2 separate regions of the Ovis aries genome follow, and region 1 is linked to region 2. The links are chromatin contacts, called in public Hi-C maps. All regions are on one chromosome and are shown on one strand. The core of a region is the stretch at or near the end of the contact, and the rest is flanking DNA. Distances in the headings are between cores, read along the strand shown. Region 1 overlaps ATG5 (autophagy related 5). Region 2 overlaps CRYBG1 (crystallin beta-gamma domain containing 1).

What was found. A called contact is a pair of places that touch in the nucleus more often than the background predicts.
Region 1: a contact with region 2 is called in a Hi-C map of liver, with 4 times the contacts expected there. The contact joins two enhancer-like sites. A contact is called at or near these places in 3 of 16 Hi-C or Micro-C datasets (blood, liver and tail adipose tissue).

The regions. Positions count from the first base shown.
Region 1 is chr8:30,924,927-30,932,327 of ARS-UI_Ramb_v3.0, reverse strand. All of the region lies in intron 3 of ATG5 (autophagy related 5), which reads right to left. TRNAS-GGA (transfer RNA serine (anticodon GGA)) reads left to right here and starts at 387; the gene lies at 387-458. Within about 2 kb of position 5,922, at least 5 of the 54 cell types and tissues checked have an H3K27ac peak or open chromatin away from gene starts, as enhancers often do. A contact at or near this core is called in liver, where this site is marked.
Region 2 is chr8:30,810,884-30,817,582 of ARS-UI_Ramb_v3.0, reverse strand. All of the region lies in intron 1 of CRYBG1 (crystallin beta-gamma domain containing 1), which reads left to right. Among named protein-coding and RNA genes, the nearest start is that of TRNAL-CAA, 16 kb to the right of the region's middle. Within about 2 kb of position 5,337, at least 4 of the 54 cell types and tissues checked have an H3K27ac peak or open chromatin away from gene starts, as enhancers often do. A contact at or near this core is called in liver, where this site is marked.

The DNA.
Region 1 (7,401 bases), core at 4,673-7,172, 110 kb before region 2:
GTCAATCCTAAAGGAAATCAACCCTGAATATTTATTGGAAGGACTTATGCTGAAGCTCCAATGCTGTGGCCACCTGAAGTGAAGAAACAACTCACTGAAAAAGACTCTGATGCTGGGAAAGACTGAAGGCAAAAGGAGAAGGGGACAGCAGAGGATGAGATGGTTAGATAGTTTCACCAACTCGATGGGCATGATGAGTCCATTTGGTAGACTCATGAATTTGAGCAAACTCAGGGAGATAGGAAAGGACAGGGGAGCCTGGAGTGCTGCAGTTCATGGAGTCACAGAGTCAGACAGAACATCGACTAAACAACAACACGTTAAGGTACATATTGTTTCCTGAAATTTTTATTTTAATACATATGTGGTATACACTGGATAGGGCTTCCCTGCTGGCTTAGAGGTTAAAGCATCTGCCTGGAATGCGGGAGACCCAGGTTCGATCCCTGGGTTGGGAAGATCCCCTGGAGAAGGAAATGGCAACCCACTCCAGTACTCTTGCCTGGAGAATCCCACAGAGGGAGGAGCCTGGTAGGCTATAGTCCATGGGGTCGCAAAGAGTTGGACACGACTGAGCAACTTCACACCGTCACACACCATACACTGGATAGGAATGTGAAATACATTTCTTGATATGGGTAGCAGTCAAAAAAATTTGAAAGTCACAGTCCAGTCCACTCAACATAATCAATGCGGAAATCCTCTCTATGCATCCTCAACAGACAACCATTGGCCTCTATAAAAAAGTTCTTGGGATAAAGTTGCCCTTCCTTCCCAATGGTAGCCAAAACTAAATGGAATTTACTCTGAAGTGTATCCAAAATATTAATGAATGGATAGAGGGATGGATATATGGATAAATATTTGATAATGCAGGTATGCTGCTGCTGCTGCTGCTAAGTTACTTCCGTCATGTCCGACTGTGCAACCCCATAGATGGAAGCCCACCAGGCTCCCCCATCCCCAGGATTCTCCAGGCAAGAACACTGGAGTGGGTTGCCATTTCCTTCTCCAATGCATGAAAGTGAAAAGTGAAAGGGAAGTCGCTCAGTAGTGTCCGACTCTTAGCCACCCCATGGACTACAGCCTACCAGGCTCCTCCATCCATGGTATTTTCCAGGCAAGAGTACTATAGTAAAATGTTAATGGTAGAATCTATGTAGTAGAATGGTAGAATCTAGTATTTGGGTGTTCACTATAAACTCCTTTCAACTTTGCTGTTATGCTTGAAATTTTTCCTGGTAAAATGTTGAGGGGGAGGGGAGAAACTGTGTTTGGAGAACCCTAATAGGTGGAGAGTTATTAAACTGAACTAAAATCCAGCTTCTTATAAGTTTAGGAATTGATCCTGATTACTTCCTTCCTCCCCTTGTGCCTCCTCTACTCCACTTACAGCCTACAGCACACATAGCTAACCTTTGTCCTAACAGCATTTCAGCTATGTAAAGGTAGCTCTCATACCTCATAACCCACTCAGTATAATACTGTCAGTTCTTTCAGCCACTCTTCACATGACATATCTCCCTTCTGGATAACTCCAGTTGTTGGACTCTTTCCCATCTCATGATTATGATCCCTGAGCAAAAATTTGGACATAAGAAGAATTTTATATTTGTTCTTTGTCATTTCCATCATTAACATTATGTCTTCCCTCTTGGTCAGTAGCCCTGCATCTTTTTAATTTTTTTTTCAATGAACATAACTTTTAAGAAGCCCTTTCTGGTTGGCCTTACCATTTCTCCCAAGCTTCAGTGCATTCGGAGTGACCCTCAGGCAAACTTGTGTGAATTTACTTATCAACCTCCATTCACCAAAGGGGAGTACACAAGTCCTCTTAAAATTCTGGGTTCAAAGGAGAGACTCACAGAAGTCTGTCAACAATATGATTTATTTTCTTCTCACTATACTAGTTTGCAGTTGTAAAGACTTTTATTTTTGCATGCATTACAACTTGTAGGACTCAAAGTTGTGGGATCACAACTTTATTTGCTCTAAATTTACTTAAATCTCCCTTCCTGAACTCTAAGGTGTCTCTACTAACCCCATGAACTCTAACATGCCATTACAACCTGATCTCAAGTTCCCATCTACTCTCTTTCCTCTCCAGCCTACAAGTTTTATAAGTTGTTGTTGTTCAGTCAATAAATCGTGTCCAGCTCTTTGTGACCCCAGGGACTGCCACACACCAGGCTTCCCGGTCCTTCACTATCTCCCGGAGTTAGCTCAAATTCATGTCCATTGAGTTGATGATGACATCTAACCATCTCATCCTCTGTCAAGTTAGTGAACCCAAATTTGATTCTTCTACTTCAGTTCTAATGCCTCTGATTGCATGCCAACCAATTAACCTGTCTTCCAATTCCCCTCACTACTGGTTTCTTCCTTCTGCCCATAACTATGCTTCAACCATTCTCCCATCCTACTGAAATCCTTCCTTCAACCATCATCACTTCTTACCTACACTATTGGGCTAGCCTGCTAACTGGTCTCCATGCTGCCAGTCTTTCTCCGTTTACCCCAGGAGCCAACTATCTTCGATTTAGATTTCAACCAGAGTGGATTCTCTGAAATGAATTCTTACCATATAATTCAGATGCCTCACTCGTTCCTTCTGAACAGATTTCTAGTTTCTCAGCATGATCAACAAGGCCCTCTATGACTGGCTTTTCCCTTTTTTCTAGCCTTATTTCCTAATGTTCCCTGCCAAGCACTTTAAATTACAATGGTATCAAAGTCTGGCAGCTCTTTGTACTCAGGTTAACATGTTTGTGTTCCCACTGTGCCTGCTGCCTAAAATCCTGTCCCCACCAGACCCATTGTTGTATCCCTTTTCCCCACTTCAAATATAGCACGCATTTCACAAGACAGTTCAGGTGATAGAAAGTTTTCTCTGATCCACTTAATCTAGGTTAGGTGCGCTTCAACATTTCCTCAATCATTTTTTTCAAATCCCTAATGTCAGCACAATGCCTGTCATTCAGTAAATATGGAAATAAAATAAGCAGAACATGAGCTTTCTTCTATGATTCCCATCACTTTCCCCTTAGGAACTAAATTCTTTCTCATGGCCTAGAGTTTAGGTAGAAAGTGATTTCCTTTATTACTTTGTCAATTTCCAAATGATCAACAAGGAAAGCTGAAAGTGATTGAGATACTCTGTTGTTAGTGGAGTGGGAGTCCCACAGTGGCCTGTGAATCAGGGTCTCCATCACTGCTCCCTCCTGTCTTGGTGCCAGTTGTGTAGTCTGCTTGCAGAAGGCGCTTTTGCTTCTTCCGTACGGTCTCCAGCTCTGCAGTGTATTCCCAGAACACAATCATATGTCTGTTCTCCCAACCTTTAATCTTTACTCAAGCAATACCCCTCAGCTGGTGCTACAATGGAAACTCCTAGAAAGCAGGGATGAATATGAATCTGCATCTATGAACAAATGCAAATGAGTCCTACAGGTGGGCTCTGGACCACTGATTTGACATCATGATGTACTCTAACCTGCTTTGGGATACACACTGTGATGCTATGCATATGCTAGTTTAAGCTTCATTGAAATGGCAACCCACTCCAGTGTTCTTGCCTGGAGAATCCCACGGACGGGGGAGCCTGGTGGGCTGCTGTCTATGGGGTCACACAGAGTCGGACATGACTGAAGTTACTTAGAAGCAGAAGCAGCATTGTTGCCCAAACTGAGAATGCCATACTCCAGAAGTGTCAAGGTACCAACACATCAGAAAGACCACACTCCAGAAGCAGCTGTTGCCAAGAACATCTGTCATCCCTCCACAGTCCTGATCCATACCACATGGCCTGCTAATTAGCATAGTGCTGTCAGAAACAGGTTTTTATTTTTGGCTCCTCAAAAGTAAGATAAATGTTAGAAATGAGATCTCATTTATGCAATTAGCAATATTTAAGATATGTGGATTGACTAAAACATTTTAGAGATTCTTGCCACCCTTGAAGGAACAAAGTGTGGGAATCCATGAAGCCTGCAGCTTGATCCCTGCAGCTTGATTTTGTCTTCTATAGAGATTACAGAATTCAGCCACAGGAAGGATGTTAAAGCTGCCTCAAGATTAGATTTTTCAGAACAAAGTGCTGAGAGCACCGTAAAGGGCAGAGAGTTGGGATCTTACATAGCTTATACAGCCGGTTGTATTAATGAGTGTCTGTGGGTGCACTGGAATCTGATCTAAAATTGACTTTCATTATAATCCCATATCCAGATTATGGGAAATGATTAATCCTCGCCAGCCTCAACTTCTTTAGTAGCTATGTTTATTTATGGAAAAAAAACCTAACAGTTATACATGATCAAATTAATCTTGGTCAGTAAGGAAGAGTGGCAGATATCCACTCTGTCCCTGAAAATGTTTCTTTATTTAAAAAAAAGTTATTTATTTATATGGTCTTAATTTTGGCATGTTCACTGGGGGTGTAGTGTCTTAGCCACCAGACCACCATGGAAGCCCCTAAAATGTTTCTTAAATTCTAAAAAAGAAAAAAAAAAGGTAATGCTTTAAAAAAATTTGGATTTCTGGCTTCTTCTGGAATCTGGAAACCCTGGGCCCGCATTCTCACATGGCACCCGAGTGCTAGAGGCGAGATATAGTTGCCTCCTTTCAGACTGGGAGTGACCTCGCCAGTGTCCACTGTCCCCATGCTATCACTCTACCTCAGTTGAACATAAATATTTATGTTGAACAAAAGACCAAAACAACCAGGCCAGAATGCATTAGACTGAATAATTTAACACACATTGTGATCATATTTATGGTTCTAAGTTTTTGTTGTTGTTCACTTGCTAAGCTGTGTCCAACTCTTTGTGACCCCATGGACTGCAACACACCAGGCTTCCCTGTCTTTCACTGTTTCCCAGAGTTTGCTCAAATTCATGTCCATGGAGTTAGTGCTGCTATCTAACCATCTCATCCTCTGCTTCCCGCTTCTCCCTGCTTCAGGGTCTTTTTCAATGAGTTGGCTCTATACATCAGGTGGCCAATGTGTTGGAGCTTCAGCTTCAGCTTGAGCATCTAAGTTTTTACCTTTAGAAAATTCTAAGGACACATGCTTGGAAGTTGGGAAAGTATCACTATATAATATTTGCTCCTATGAGATGAGAGAACATTTGGAGGATTCAAATATTACTGTGAGACTTTCAGAGCTCAACAATCATAGGCAGTCCATTTGTGTCCATTCAGCTGGCATTCTAAAATGAATCCAGGAACTGGGCAGAGAGACTCCTTTAACTTTAGTGATAGCTTTTCCTTCACTGTGACAAATTTTCATTCAGTCATTTAAACATTTCTTGAGTTCACATAATTAGGTGCTTGGTAAAGTGAAAATAACTCTTAAGCAACAGCAAAGGAACCCCTCAAATTTCAATACATGAATATATTATTATACTTTAAAATCGCAAGTTGGATCAGTTTTCCTATGATTACCATGTCAACTATTTAGTACCAGATGTAATTCCATTGCTTCAGATAAAATGTGGGTTTCTGTTGAAACTATTATAAGACTATGATTCTAGTTAGTACTATCTACTCGCCTACACAGATTCTGTAGGAGTGAATAAAAACAACATGCCAAATATTATTTGGAAACATATATACATTCATAACTAGTATGCATTTGTGTTTTAATTTTTGGTCTCCTCAATTAACATTATTCTTAAAAAATCTTTGAATTAGATTATGTGATGGTTCCTATAGGAATATTTCTCTATGAACAGCTCTTTTTAAAAACTGGGGCAAGTCAGTCAGGCAGTTTTTCAATTTGTCTTTTCAAAAACAGAAAAATAGTCTGGGAAGTGTAAAATTTAAGGGGAAGTCTTAAAAAAACACAATCAGGCTAAACAGCCTGATTCCTGAAACAGAAAAAGAAATCCTTGCAATAACACGTTGCTGTCACCAGGTGTCACAATCAACCTGATACAAAGCTCAGAGCTCTCCTACCTGCAAGGCCAGTCAACAGCACCCTCAGTGATGTAATAGCCTGTTTCCCAATAGGGAACTTCTGGTTATTGCAAGAGGTTTTGTGAAATCCTTAAAAAGTTGTCACAACAAAATTATTTTAATTAAAAAAAACACTTTCTAAACTTTGTCAGTATTGACAAAATTCCTTCAAATCCATTCCCTTTGTTCTTGGATCATAAGCTAGGGCAGTATAGCACAGCTGAGGACGTGCAGGCATGCCCAGTCGTGTCCGATTCTTTTTGACCCCACAGAACTGTAGCCCTCTAGGCTCCTCTGTCCATGGAATTTTCCAGGCAAGAATACTGGAGTGGGTTTTCATTTCGTACTCCAAGGGATCAAAACTGCATCTCTTGCATCTCCTGTATTGGCAGATGGGTTCTTTACCACTGTGCTACCTGGGAACCTCTATAGCTGAGGACTTGCACTTTTAAATCCCATGTCTGACATCTGCTACCTGTATGCTGCTGCTGCTGCTAAGTTGCTTCGGTCATGTCCGACTCTGTGCGACCCCATAGCCCTAGACAAAATTATTTAATAAAGGCTACAAAATTCCACAGAGCTAGTGCAAAATGAAAATGAGGGCCCTTCATTAAGAAAAGGGATTTCAGAATAGTGACAGCAGGCCCTGCGTGGTACAACAGGTCACACGCGCAAGAATTTGACTCTTATGTAACTTCTCCATGTCTCCACTTTTCCATTTTCCTCATGGTTGAATGAGAATAATGGTAGCACCTGCTTCACAGACTTGTTATGAAGATCAGGTAGGATAATGCACATAAAACATTCATCACAGTGCTTAGTACATAGTGAGCTCGCAATAAACAGGAGCTGGTGCCTTTATGTCCGTCAGACGCTGTGCCTCCCCTCCCCTGCACCAACCCTTTTTACAATCTGCTGCCAGAATAATCTTCTTTAGCACAGTTCTAATGTGTCACTGCCCTGTTTTTTTTTATGAAAACCAAGTGCTCACTGCCTACAGAATAAAATCTAAATCTCCTGGACTAACCTTATCCAGTTTTCAGATTCGTCACCCATCACTTGTCTGGTTCCCTGGTCTCTCTCTGACCTCTGTCCCACATTCTGTGTCTTTCCTGACCCTGTTCCTTCTGCTGGAAATGCTCTCTCCCCCCGACTATAAGGAAAACACAGGAATTGCAGTCACAATTCTTCTTCTATCTTAGAACTGCTTACTATGTAGTCTGGGAAACAGAATATTACACCGAGATTCAGCAAGAATGCAAGACAAGGTGAAAAGACTAGTTAAGGCGGGGGGAAATGTCTTAAAAGTTTAGAATTAGAAGTCATAACTGCAGTGGCACTTTTTAAAGCATTTTGTTTCATAGTTTATTAATGATTACTATATTATACATAGACTCTATGTTATGAGTATTAAAATGATGGATTCTTTTTCAAAAATTTAATTCATAT
Region 2 (6,699 bases), core at 4,088-6,587:
TCCCTGACTTTTAAAAAAAGGCATTTATTTTATACCCATTGAGTTCAGGTTATAGGGTAGAAGAAAGTACTTTTTAACTCTCCAAAAGCTTATAATGGAATTGAGAAATGACATGTGTTCCCAGAAAACCTAATTGAACACTTAACAAATAATACTAGGTTGAACCATATGAAGTTGGCATATCTGACTTGTTTTGACTCACACAAATGCTACTTCGCAGTGTTAGTCCCTCAGTTGTGTCCAACTCTTTGCCACCCCAGGGGCCTGGCAGGCTGATATTCCATGGGATTTCCCAGGCAAGAATACTAGCGTGGGTAGCCATTCACTTCTCCAGGGAATCTTCCTAATCCAGGGATGAAACCTGGGTCTCCTGCATTCTTTACCATCTGAGCCACCAGGAAGACTTGATACTTCATAATGTCCAACCTGAAAGTTCAAAACCAGTTACTGTCACTCACCTGGATTTTCTATGTCCTTTAGTCCTTTGTGTGTTAAAGCTGTTGTGCACAGAAGCCTGTCTGGAGCATTGTACCTCAGCGCTTAATCCCAGGGGATGTGGGGCCCATGTGTCTTCCCTCAGAGATCTGTGCACAGACTGTGTCCCTCTTTTCTTCTGCCCTCTGCTGTCTCTTCTCAGCCCTTTTATTTCCACACATGAGGATTTTCTTTCCTCCTAAGCATCGCCTCACCATATTCCTCTTTCTTGCTAGCTTTGGCCAAGGAAGGTCTCTCCCTGTTCTCCACTCCTCTTTCTTTTTTTCTTTCCATTCTTTGTGTCTCCTTTTTTCCACTACAAATCATGATCATGCAGTTGGTGGTTATAAAACCCAGGAATAAAGCTAGTGATAGATTTGTGTGAAGGAAAGGGAAAGAAGAAAAACCATGAGTTTTGATGTAAAATAATAATAATCTAGATCTGGTGATAACAAAAGCCCTGTAAAGTCACTTTATAATCTCTGAAAAAATCCAACCATTATCTCTTTTCAGTTGAATCTGCTTTTTCTCAGTGATCCTTATCCCAAAAAGAGAATAATCTGTACTCAAAGAAAAGAAAGACTATTCCTCAGATTGTCTTATTGCTTTCTTGTTCCTTTTTTTTTCTCAACCAATACTGAAACAATTGTGATTCATAATGGCATTCTTTTTTCCTTTCTTTTTTGCTATGGCATACTTGCTTCCCTGGTGGCTCAGATGGTGATGAATCTTTCTGCAGTGCAGATCTCCTGGAGAAGGGAAAGGCAACCCACACCAGTATTCTTGTTTGGGGAATTCCACGGATGGAGAAGCCTGACTGGCTACAGTCCATGGGGTCACAAAGAATTGGACATGACTGAACAACAAACACACTATCTCAGCTACATGAAATTGACTTTTAGGGTTTATTTGGTAATCAAAGCACCACTTACAATGTAGTATTACAGAATAAATCATTTTTATTGTTAAAAAAAACTTTGTAACACAACCCTTTGGTAAATTAGGATTTACTTTAGTATAAACTGAATAGCTAAGAGATGAGGAAACACAAGTTTCATTACAATCGGCGACATTCTGGAGTAAATGACTTCCGTAATTAGGTTTAATAGAAATTGATCACCAGAGATTACAAAGAGGGAAGGGAAAAGGATTAGTAGGCAGCCCAAGCAAAAACATACAAACAGTGAAGCAAGGTGTACCTAAGGGAAATGTGGATTTCCCTGACCATGACTGGAAGGCTGAGTCTGGGGAAAGGAGAGGGGCTTAGGGTCATATTGGAGAACTCCTCAGGGGGGAAATATGGAGATTGTTGCTGGGACCTCTGAAGAACAAGTTATTAAGCTAAATGCAGAGCAGGGACCCAGTGACCATCTGTTCTTGCCTCCTCTACGTGAGAGATGTTCATTCATGAGAGCTGAGATGACCAGTATTAGTCTATTCTGAGATCCAGCCTCCCATCCTCTTCAGTTAGCACATCGGTATTCCTGATGTGTTGGTTATGTGTTTTGCATTATTACTTGTTGTTAGGGATGATTTCTAATTAGAGTTTTCTTTTGTAACATTATCACAAGTTGAGGACAGTAATTGAACTCATTCATTAAGTAAATGATGACATTTCTAGTCACTGCCAAAGGCTGGGTCTAGGAGGCCCTTGTGGCATTTGCCCACCTGATGCAGGTGATGAACATGGAGGAAGCCAAAGATGTAATTCAGACAATTATGAAAAAATTATTATCCGTGTTACATTCATCATCAAACAACTGCCAGGCATTTGGAAGTCCAGTAAGTCGAACATGATGAAATTGACAGTTATGAAAATTAAATGTAGAAGCTAACCTCCATAAGAATTATCTTGAAAAAGTAAAAAAGATATATAGAGACTCATCCTCATATTTTAAAATATTTTTTTTTTGTTTCACATTATCACCAAAGGTGGTTTACTACAGGCACCGGATTGTGTGTTGGAATGTTTTACTGTCTTACAAGTAACATTTGTATAACGGACTTTTGGACTCAGAGGGAGAGGGAGAGGGTGGGATGATTTGGGAGAATGGCATTCTAACATGTATACTATCATGTAAGAATTGAATCGCCAGTCTATGTCTGACGCAGGATGCAGCATGCTTGGGGCTGGTGCATGGGGATGACCCAGAGAGATGTTATGGGGAGGGAGGTGGGAGGGGGTTCATGTTTGGGAACGCATGTAAGAATTAAAGATTTTAAAATTAAAAAAAAAAATAAATAAAGACTAGATTCTCACTTCTAGTTTTATGAGGCTTATGGATCATCATATAGCAAGAACATATTGATTAGAGCCTTTACATCTCTGAATTACAGGTGTGAGAATTTTGAGAATATCTGATTTGTAAGAAAAATTAGTATTTGTGAGTTCAGGAAGTACAGCAGATGCTAAACATTTTTGGTGCAAGGAACAAATTACACAACTTCTCTGGAAACTTTACTGCTTCTAAAAATACTACAAAGTAATAATGTTTACAGCAACGCAATTATTATAAAAGCTCTAGGTTGACAAAGATAATTCTCTGAGTGCCTGAAAGAACTAACTAAGGCAGAGAAGTTCAGAGCCAGGTTCTTTAGGGACTCCAGAGTTTCATAAACTCTTACGAATTGTGGCTGGCACCACAGTCCTTTTGGACTAGTGAGCTAAGTGGGGCAAAGGTGAGCAAAGGAAGCAGATGATGCATAGTAAAGATGCTATAAAGTTGACCTGATGCTATAAAGGTGTGTGACATCACCACAGACTTGTGGAAAATAATAGTAGACATGCTAGACCAGCCTAGGAAGGAAGAGGAGCTTTTGAACCAAAGCTTTACATTGACATTATTTGAAACAGTCATAAATAGCAATAGTCTCTGCAAGCAGCTGTTGTAGTTATGAGTCAACCCCTCTTTGCAAAATGGGGCTTTGTATTCTTTCACCCAGGAAGCCCTTGCTAAATGTCTGTAATGTGACAGATGTTGTTGATGTGACAGAAACAGAGGGAGTTAGCCACATGGACCCCAAAAGGACTTACTGTCTGAGGCGAGAGAGTCGTCATGATTATGGTAAAGCTAAAATGTAGTAAAATTGCCTATAACATGAGGTGTGTAGGGAAGCTATGTTTGAAAAGGTGAACTGGGTCCAAAAGATGGAAGGGCTTGAATACTAAACTGTGGAGTTAAAACTCTTCTGTACAGTGTTGAACCATCTAATGGTTTTCAAACACAAATGTACACCAGGAAGATCAATCTATTTGTAACGTTGGAATGGGTTGGAGGATGCAGGAGAGACCCGATAGCAAATAGCTGGAAAACTCTCTAAATTGAAGAGGTAATGAAGTTAGGAAGTAGATGGTGGTAGTTAGAATAGACAGGGATAGATGGACCTCATACTGGTGAGGTGAAAGTATGTTCCATGTATTTATAACTGCTGCCCCATCACTTCTTCCTCCAAGGCTTATAGTAGTTTATCTTCAGTTAACAACGTAAATAAAGGAGGATTAAAAAAAAACTAAAGGAATAGTAGTGTCATAAGCCAGAGAGATAATTACTTTACAGATTGCATATTCATAAAGTTCTATATAATTCTATGTAATTACATTTATTCATGATCAGGTATACAGTCCACATTGTCTGAAAGACAACTGGTGAGGAAAAGGTTTTTTTTTCTTTTTTTTTTCTTTAACATATAAGAAAGAGAGAAACTTTCAGTCACTATAGGGAGAGTATTAAATAAGATGGTAGCTTACACCCTTCTCAGTTTTTCTGCAGTTTGCCTGACAAAGCGGCCCATGTGGCTGCATCTTTTGTGTCTCTCAAAGCAAGCTCAGGTGTGACGACAAAGCGCCCCTCACCAGTGACTGGAGGTTGAATGATGGGAGCAGAACTCAGGGTTGACTCCCAAGAGCTGTCCCTGGTGGCTTGGGGCTTGGTTTTCTGCCCTTGTACACAGAGCCATATTCTGCCAAGTTTCCTGCTCCTTGCCTGCTCCATGGTTATATAATCACCATTAGTTTTGTTTTGTGTTGCAAAAGATAGCAATTTAAAATTCTCTTGCATTAGGTATTTGTTATTTATGACCTTAGCAAAGGCATGAGTCTTTCTTTGGGGATTATACGTGCCATCAAAAGAAGACCTACATTTTCTCTGCCATTAGATTATAGGAATTTGACAGCCTTAGAAGAAAAATGCCAGCAACCAAGAAACTTTTTTCTATTTTTACAACTAAAAACCAACCTTGTTCAATTTGAATATTATAAAGAGATGTGGGGGAAAAGGCCAGGATTTTTAGCACCTCTGAGTGAAAGTGAAAGTTGCTCAGTCATGTCCGACTCTTTGCGACACTATATAGTCCATGGAATTCTCCAGGCCAGAATACTGGAATAGGTAGCCGTTCCCTTCTCCAGGAGATCTTCCCAACCCAGGGATTGAACCCAGGTCTCCCACATTGCAGGCAGGTTCTATACCAGCTGAGCTACCAGGGAAGCCCTCAGTGACTCTAAGAGAGATCATGTGCAGTCATTAATGAAACACAAGATTTGTGATAAACCTAAGCCCTTCCTTGAGACCCAGACCAAGGTCCTCAGTTCCTCAGGGCTTAGGGCAGTGATTCCTGGGTGGTTTGGGTCCCTGGTCCTCTGTTCTTGCTCAGATTGAGACTCTTCTTTCCTCTGGAACAAATACTAATAAAGCCAAACTTGACTGAGCTCATCCTGGTTCCAGGGGCAGGAGTGAGGGAGGGGGGTGCTTCACAGTTTATTAGTCTTGGGAAGTGATCACAAATGACAAAAATTGACATATTATTTATTGGTCCTGAGACAGCTTGGTTAAATTTCACTAACTCTGCAGCACCCAAAGCCTAGATTTCACAACATGGAATTATAAGGGCAAAAGTCCCCAGGCTCTGTTGGAGAGAAAGTGATCTGCATTCCCAGTGGTCAGATAGGAGGGGAACTTGGACAAATATGAGGGGAACTCTCCTACACGGCACATTGGGAGATAGCTCCCAGCTTTCTAGCTGCCATTTAAAACATCTGGTTTAGTGATATACACTGCACTGCGGTTTTATGGCCACTGGTTTTTTTTTTTTTTCCCTTGGTTATTTATAGTTGGGTTTATATTCTGTTTCAGAAATGATAACTGAAAAATGGTTTGTTTTATGGAAATAATGAGCTATAGAAAAATGTTTTATTATTTGTTTGTGGCATCTGCTAGTTTGCTTGGCAGTGCATTACAATAAATATCTATCTTGCTTTAAAAATAAAAAAATCAAGGGGCCCGGAAAGTTAGAAACAATAGAGACGAGCCAGACCAGGGAGTTTTGTTGTTGTTGTTGTTTCGTTGCTATGTTACATTCAACTCTTTGCGACCTCATGAACTGTGGCCCACTAGGCTCCTCTGCCCATGGGATTTCCCAGGCAAGAATACTAGAGTGGGTTGCCATTTTCTTCTCCAGGGGTTCTTCCCGACCAGAGATTGAACCTGTGCCTCCTGGGTCTGCAGCATTGTCAGGCAGATTCTTTACCACTGAGTCACCAGGGACACCCCCAGAAAGTTTTTACAAAAACACGACTAAAAAAGATGATAAAATTGAAACTTGTGTAACACTAGATGGCAGCGCTTCTGCATTAAAAGCTATTACCATTTGCTGACACAAAATACTTGGATTAATGATGTAGTATTTTTTATATGTCTTAAACTATCAGGGTGTTTTGGATTTTCAAAACGTGGATGAGCATAGAGAGTTTATAATTTATCCATCCAACTGAGGATTTGTGACCATGAAACTCGTCTGCAGAGAATTTGAAATCAGTCTCTAAACTGGGAGTTAGGTTCTCTACCCTTATCAAAATAGCTGATACTTATTGAGCACCTGTTATGGAGCAGTACTAGACTAAGTGTTTTGTGTTACCTAAGTTAATTCTCATGACAATCTGATTATAATCCCTGTTTTGCAAATGAGGAAACAGGCTGCAAGAAGTTAAGGAACGAGCCAAGATCACATGGGTAATGGCTAGGTTGGTATGACTGAAATCTGTTTATACATTGCTATATTTCATGTCTCATTTACATGAGAAAAATACAAACTTGAATACAACATTGCTTTTGAAGGGAAAACCCATTCTGTAAATCCAAAATCCTTGGTTTTCCAAGAGAAATATATTAGTTTTTTGTTTGTTTTCCGGCAGTGGGATAGATTGGTGTGGTTCTATTGTCACACTGACAT